Linked DNA regions of Mus musculus: region 2 is linked to region 1. Evidence: chromatin contacts called from public Hi-C data. All regions are on one chromosome and are shown on one strand. Each heading gives the region's core, a stretch centred on a gene start, on an enhancer-like site or on the middle of the called end of the contact. The rest is flanking DNA. Distances are from core to core; before and after follow the strand shown.

Region 1 (3,794 bases), core at 21-2,520:
ATTTACCCAGACCCTTGCCAGGAGCATGTCTCACCCTGATCATCCTACACTCTTCCCAGAATACTTTAGAAGGTATGGCCACGTGTTTCCTTCCTCAATGGCAACAGGTTGTATTGCTATCCTTGGGTCCACGTCACCTCCTCAGGTGCAACCTATGTGAGGTTGTCTTGCTATCTTCCTCACACACAGAGAGAGAGAGGTTGGCAGAGGCTATAATCTCACACTGAAATGTGTGGGTGTCTAGTAGGAGAGGAGCGGTTGAACTTACACACATCCCTGTCTTGCTCACTGGCTGCTCTTGCCCAGATTTCTGATTGTAATTGTGCAGGAAGCTTGCTCAGCTTGCTTTCTTATACCACCCGTAACCACTTGCCCAGGACTGGTACTGCCCACAGTGAGCTGGGCCCTCCCATGTCAATCACGAATCAAGTCAATAACGTCAGACACTTGACTACAGGCCAATCTGTGAGGCCATTTTCTCAGTTATGATTCTCTCATCCTAACCCTTAAGAGACTGGAGGCCCCAGGGAATTTAGAGGTCAGGTGGGGTAGGGAGGTGGAGACATCCACATGAAGACAAGGAGGTGGGGAGGAGGTATGGGATGTGGAACAGTTGGAGGGTGGATGGGGAGGGGGAATAAAATATGGAGTGTAAAAAATAGAAAAAAAAATAAGATTCTCTCTTCCCTGTTAAGTCCAGGTTTTTGTCAAGTTTATAAAAACCAACCAGCATCGGTACTTAACCTTTCCATCCTGAATGAAGAGACATTGGCCAAGGTGACACTTGGATTGGGGCCCTTTCTCACCAATGCCCAAATCCAGAACCTCCCCCACGTGACTAGCTAGGAAGATTCAGGATGGCTACATCATTCTTGCCCGCCCCCCCCACCCCCCACCCCGCAAGAGCTGCCTGGACCATGGCCTCGGATCCCATTCTCCTGGGGAGCTGTACAACTCTACTGATCCTTAGCCCAGTACCAGCTTTGTATATCTAGGGCTTTGCTGTGCTGCTACCTGAGAGCATCGGTGCAAGGACCGGTATCCGGAAAGCAGCCATGGATGCTAGAGGGGGAGCCATTGAGATGCTAAATTCCATCACCAGACCTGCCTCTGGCAGCCATTAGGTTACCACAGTCGGCAAGGCTGGCCCTTTGAAAGCAGACAGGAGCCCTACTGTGAACACACAGGCCCCGCCCCTGTGGCCTGTGTCTGGCCTGGCAGGCATAGCGCTGGGTAGAGCTCAGAGCTACAGCCCCTCTTCTAGCCAGCGAGGGCCCTGCTGGTTCTGACTGAAGCACAGCTATCTGACGTCGGGCTTAATGAAGTCCCTGTGAGAGACAGTGGGGCAGCCTCGCTGCGCAGATGGCTCTTTGTCCCCATTGACACCTGCCATCTGCTTGTTTGTCTAAATGACGCTGCTGGGGCAGGGGGCTCCCAATCTGCTGCCCGGGCCCCGCCCACCTCTATGACCTCCTGACCCTGGGCCAGACAGGTCCTCAGAGTTGCTCTCACGCGGTGCAGTGAGCCTGGCCTGCTCCTGCTCCCAGCCTCTGCCAGGCTGATGCTCCAGTGGCAGGAACAGGGGAAGGGGGGTCAGGGGGAGGAGCAGGGGGAGGTGAGAGAGCAGAGAAAGGGGAGGGGGAGGGAGGAGGATCAAGAAGGAGAGTAGTGAAGGACAAAGACAAGGAGGAACAGAAGACAAAGGGGGAGGGTGGGAGGATGAGAGGAAGCCAAAGAAGGGGAGAAGGAGGTTGAGGGAACGCAGGGATTGAAGGGGAGGCACAGCAGCTGCCCCAGGCCCCTGGTTCCCCTGCTCCAGGCCAGGCTGCAGGCTCGAGTTTCAAAGCTGGGCCCTCACACCTGTTCACAAAGAGAATGTCACATAAAAGAGAGGCAGGACAGGATGACCCGCCTCTGGACCAGACAACAGCAGCCCCGCAATGCTCCTAGCTCTTCTTGCCTCAAGTCAGTTAAGTACAAAGAGAAAAGTTTACTTTTCAAGTTGTAGGGATGACTGCAGAAGACAGAAGAATATATATATATATATATATATATATATATATATATATATATATATCAATTAGAACATTTCTGAGAGTGTTGTGATGATGCCAAACAGGCAGCTTGCCCTGAGCTTCTGAGATATTATGGTTGATCTTTAAAAGGGGCAGTGGTGTGGCCTGGCATTATTACCAACTCCCGAGCAAGGATCAGCCCGTGCGGAAAGCGTAGCCACGTGAACTTCTTGAGGTCTGTCTGCAAAGCTCTAGTTTCCTGAGGCTAATTGAACGGTTACTGATAGTCTCAGAAAGGTTATGCTCTGCCAGAGCTTGGTGGAAAACAGTGGGCTCTGGGCATTTCGACCACTGAAAAGAAAACACTCTATTGGTGCTTCCTTGTCTCCTCTGTTGACTTTAGGTGGGACTCGAAGGCCTGGCTTAAGAGATGGCCTTTGGAGGCCTCCAGCTCAGTTCTCCCAAAGACAAAACAGGTGCTTGACATAGTAACCCAATAAACGTGTCAGCGAAAGGGCACTGCCTCCACCCCAAAGCCACCCTCTTCTGAGCGCCTGGGCTCTGTCTTCCTCTGAACAGAGGCTAAAATCTGGGACTTGCTGATGTGGGGGGCTCCCAGTGCCTCTAAGGAGAAGGAACTCTGCGTGGTGTTCCACTGGAACACCATCTCCATGCTCAGACTTGCAGTGAGGGTGCTGCTATTCACTGCTCTTCACTGTCATATCTTATACTTGGAAGACTGTTGACAGGGTGATGGTATGTCTGCCTACTGATGACCCTGTGGGGTTAAGGCTGTCACCTCCCTGGGTTTGTCATGTGAGAAAATAGCTGCACCGAACACAGGACAGCCCACATCCCCAGCTAGGGCTTGTAGTTCCATCCTGGAGCCAGCCCTCAGAGATGTGAACAGTCTCTCCCCTAGCACCATCCGGGAAATGTTCCTCTCTTCTTGCATACAGTCACTAGACTAATAGTTTGTAGTCAAACGCCATGCTTCCTGTCACTTTTATAGAACTGTACTACATGTTCAGCCATCAAGCCACCTGTGAACAGCAAGCTATTGGTTCCCTCCTTACTGGGGGTCCACCCCACCACCACCACCACCACCACACTGGCCTTCTATACAGGCACAAGAACTTCACATGAAGTCAGGAGGTTTGGCTCAGATATCAAATAACCAGGAGGCATCTGAGTTCTTGGTGGAGACTTTGGGATGGGACACTTTGCAGAGCTAATTGATTTTATAAGTGTTCTTGCTTTGAGTTTCAAGAAAGTAGGGGACATTAGAGACCCTATCGCCAAGGAAGAGGTTGTCTACCTATATGTTCAGGCATGATGACAGTTGGAACTAATTTAAATGCTGATTCAAAGGGAAGACTCCTCCCAGGGAACAGATTAAAGTTGAAATGGGATGCTAAAAGCATGGGTTATTAGAGAGTCCAGTTTAGAAAGACAGCACCCTGGGTGTGCAGGGGCAGGTGATGGAGGTCTCCATGCTGCAATGATCTCCACAGGAAAGACTCCCTAGGGTGGCGACCAATAGTCAAGGGACAAGGTCTTTGTTCACTCAGTCCTATTCTGACCTCTGTCTTTTTTTGAATTATTTTTATATTCTGTATCTGTTGTGTACTTTGTATGCAGGGCCCTGGAGATCATAAGAAGGCATTGGATCCCTGTAACTGGAGTCACAGGGAAGTGTGAGCTACCATGTGGGTGTTGGGAACCAAACCTGGGTCCTCTGCAAGAACAACACAGACTCTTCACCTCCGAACCTCCAGT
Region 2 (3,871 bases), core at 1,012-3,511, 100 kb after region 1:
TAGTCTCATAGTCAAACTCAAGTTGTTTAGCATTGACAGAGATGATATAGATTTCAAAGGATAGTTTTCCAATGGTGATACAGGCTAAAATCAGAATATAATCCAGATATAGAATTATAAACTCTTTAAGTTAGGGTAGATGGTACGTTATCTAATTGACAAATGTATATATCATACTTCATAATTTACATAATTGTTATGATTGTGCTCAATTTATGTCTAAGAGAAAAGAGTCTTTTTAATTGGACAAAAAGGGAGAAGTGGGTTTGGCCTAATGCTGGTGTTATAATGTTAATATTGATCCTTAAAATTACTTAAACAAGTGTCTACACATAAGATACTGAAGGACCCTCCCCCCATTTGGTTCCGATTGATAAATAAAGATATGAACAACCAATGGTTGGTAGGACAGACAGAGGCAGGACTTTTAGGATTCTCAGGCTTGGGACAGATAGGAGAGAGAGAACGAGGCAGATTTGCCATGGCTTGAAGGCAGAGGGATTGGGTTTAAGAGCTACAGAAGAAAAAGTCATCCAAAATGTACATGGAAGAGGAAAGCAGCCCTATGGGGAAGCTGCCCAGAAGGTAACAGCACAGCAAAAATAAAACATAAAATTAAAAAGTGTTAAGCCAAGAGTACCAGAGGGAAATATATGCTAGCTGTGGGGTGGATTAGAAGTGCCCAGCCACTGAGCTAGCCAAGACTTATCAAGATTGTATGTATGTGTCTTTCATTTGAGAACCCAGAGAGCTCTGTGGGTGGATACAGTGCACACACATGGGCGGTGTGCACTCACACATGCATGGCCCACCAAGAGCTCAGAGTAGGTTCACTAACTTATCACTACACATAGAGATGGCAGAGATGGCCTATTCATCCTACTGCTTTCGAGAAGGTGGAAACGATTTTAAAGGTAGTGTTCAAGAGAAGAAACAAAGTTACAAGGAGAAGATACTTTTAAAGACCAGGGAGAAAGTCATGTGACAGGAGAAAAACTCTTGGAGTATGCAAAATCATGTACTTGTAATTTTAAGCATGCTATGCTTTAATTAAGAAGTCTCCTTATGCCCCCACTCAACAATGAGGTCCTATTCTAGCAAGCTAGAACAAGAGGTGACAAGTCCTACTCAATAGGGCCATTGTGTTTCGGTGATTGATTTGATGGGCTGAAAAGTCTAAGGTAAAAAGAAAAGCAGCAAAAGACATGGGTGCTTTCTGCCTGGCTCCTAGCTCCCAGTGTAGACTTTCAGCAAAAAGCAAATCATGGCCCTTAAGACTCAAAGAGACTTCCAGAGACCATCCTGAACCTCAGGCAGGATCCACAAGGGCTGCCCTCACTCCACTTTCTTTTTGACAGAGAGTCCTACAAAGCTGGATATTTACCAACCCAAGGCACAGTGTTGACTTTTGTTAAGATGAGAGTGGTCTACAAGATACTACCTCTCTCAAACCCATAGCTTGACTCTTGACAGATCTTACTGCCTTGGGTCTGGTGAGGGGCCCTTTCCTGAAGAATCTGGCATGTGACTCCGGGGATGGTCCTGAGCAATGTCGCAACATGGCTGGCAGTGACCAGAAGACCAGGAACCCTACAGGCACAGTCCAGACCTTGGGAGCTCCCTCACCTCTTGTATAGAGCTGACTCCAGCATATATATATAAGATGGAACTCTACAGTGCAACCCTTGCCCTGACTTTGGACCCTGGAGAAATGTAAGTTATTCCAAAGCCAGAAGTGGGGCACCTTTACTGAGCCGCAGATGGGGAACATCACAACTCATGGCTGTTCATTATTCACTAAGCTTGTGAACTCACTAGACATCTTGATCCCAGACAGAGAAGGTAGTATAGCCTGGACACACAGAGCTCAGGTACTATGCAGGTGAGGTCATGTCAGGTGAGGCTTGACCATTATCATAACCCAAAGCAAGGATTTATAATTTTAACTCTGTAAGCTTCTGCATGTTCTTCACTGATATTCACAAGGGAACCAAACTATAATGATATCTATTTGTCTGCTGCATCCAAAAGATTGTGTAAGAAACTATATGGTCACAGAGCTGTGTGTTTCCTATGAGCTTTCAACTCCCACCTTCCTTTGGTCTCCAGCTAAGAGTTTTGCCAGCTAGCAATGGCAAGCCAAGAGCCCTGTAATTATCCTTGAAAAGTCACGGTAATAAAGCCACTCATTTGTCTGTGGCACTACAGATACCACTGAGAGACAGGTGGAACCACTGTTAGCTGAGCAGCTGGGAAGGATAGACTCACAGCAGTGTGGTTGCTCAGTTTGTGGAAGCTAGAACAGCATGGGAAAGTGCCCTTACTGTCTTAGGAACTGGTTCCCGTAGGATAGAGGTCACAGATCTGATTACAATGAAAATTACTAGTACATACACTGACACAGTAAAATTTTTTTTTTATCTTTTGGATTGACTGAACACAGGCTGAATGAGTTCCCTGTATGGTCAAGAACTGTTCTAAATGCAGGAAAGAGATAGAAAGTCACTCATTTATGGGAAAGATGCAGACATGCGCACTACAGCCTGGCTGGAGGAAAATTAACCCCACACTGCTAATGGGTAGAGGCTTCCTGAAGAAGCAGACATGGAGGATAAATCACAGTTCCTTAGGGCTACATCTTGAGAAATACAGTTTGTGGAACAAAACTGTTGGTATTATCTGGACCCACCCAGCCAGTGTGTAGAGGTCAGCCAAGGAAGCAGGCAAGCCAAGGTGAGCAACTCAGGAGAGCCGTGCAGGACTCAGGATCCGTCTGCTGAGGTCATATGGGCCACCAAGGACTCTTCTTCATTCACTGACTTAACCTCCTTCCGAGAACACCACAGACTAGCAAGGCCAGTGTTCTGGTAGGTTTTGAACTAGAGTTTGTGAAAACCCTGAGCCCCGGGGGACATCTTCTTGTGCTTCTCCCAAAGAAACCACTCAAAGGATGTGAATGTTCTAAAACAGACTCAAGAGAGAGCCTGAAGAAACATGGCACTCACAAAGAAGACTGAGATCTTGAGAGGAGACCCAGCTGTGGAGGGTGGAGGCCCAGAGCCCAAACTCATGCGACACACACACAGGTCAGAAGCAGGGAGTTATCCATAATTTCAGGATAGGAGATGAATTAGTACATCAGATCAGCCAGCAGCAGCAGTGGAGGACACTGGCCTGGGGCAAGAGTCATTAGCACTTTTACTATCTGGTTTGCCATCTCATTTCTCATTTTCATTCTCTTCTCTCTCCCCCCTCCCCCTTCCTCAAAGAGGTGTCAACACCTCTGCATCTCTGCGATGACACCTCTGCATCTCATTTTTCTATAATGAACCATTCGATGTAGGCTGACATCTCTCTTGGAGCTACCCATTCATACAGTAGAGATGAAAAGTGCTTTGTGCAGCTAAATGAGCAACTGGCCCGATAGGAGCATGGTCCTCTTAAATTCTACCACAAACAAAAATGTGCATTCTCATTTTATCTTAATGATCCTCCTTCTGTCAAGCAGATGGCATGTGCTGGACCTTAGTGCTGACAAACGTTTCTGTTTCTAACAGGACATTAAGGTCTGTGAGTTCTGGGCACTTACCTAGAAGAATAAGCCAGGAACAGACTCCTCAACACCATTGTCGGCAGGGAACCCTTTCGTCAGTACCAGAGGCTATTAAAGCTGTTGTCCATCTCCTGTTTGCTGTGGGCAGACTCTTGACTGCAGCTATCCTCAAGAGTACTTCTGTGAAATGACTAGGAGAAGACAATTTAGACAGAGAGCAGTCACTACTTAGCGCATCCCTTCCTGTTTCCCTGCCTTCACCTGTCCAACGATATTATTTGGTTAGAACTCTTTCTGTGCCACTCCACACTTTCGTTT

The links. Hi-C and Micro-C count contacts between places; a contact is called where the count stands out from the background.
Region 2: a contact with region 1 is called in a Hi-C map of muscle stem cells, with 1.7 times the contacts expected there. The contact joins two enhancer-like sites. A contact is called at or near these places in 4 of 484 Hi-C or Micro-C datasets (the HPC-7 cell line, liver, muscle stem cells and 1 more), 3 of 115 datasets of contacts at active chromatin or transcription factors (embryonic midbrain, embryonic stem cells and pancreatic cancer cells) and 3 of 9 other capture datasets (adipose tissue, embryonic stem cells and pancreatic islet).

What each region holds. Positions count from the first base shown.
Region 1 is chr17:15,246,786-15,250,579 of GRCm38.p6, forward strand. No RefSeq gene overlaps it. Among named protein-coding and RNA genes, the nearest start is that of Gm5091, 7.9 kb to the left of the region's middle. Within about 2 kb of position 1,271, at least 92 of the 459 cell types and tissues checked have an H3K27ac peak or open chromatin away from gene starts, as enhancers often do. A contact at or near this core is called in muscle stem cells, where this site is marked.
Region 2 is chr17:15,348,115-15,351,985 of GRCm38.p6, forward strand. Gm10510 (predicted gene 10510) reads right to left here. Exons shown (of 3, transcript NR_033511.1): 2 at 3,590-3,744; 3 at 2,699-3,174. Among named protein-coding and RNA genes, the nearest start is that of Gm10510, 4.4 kb to the right of the region's middle. Within about 2 kb of position 2,262, at least 2 of the 459 cell types and tissues checked have an H3K27ac peak or open chromatin away from gene starts, as enhancers often do. A contact at or near this core is called in muscle stem cells, where this site is marked.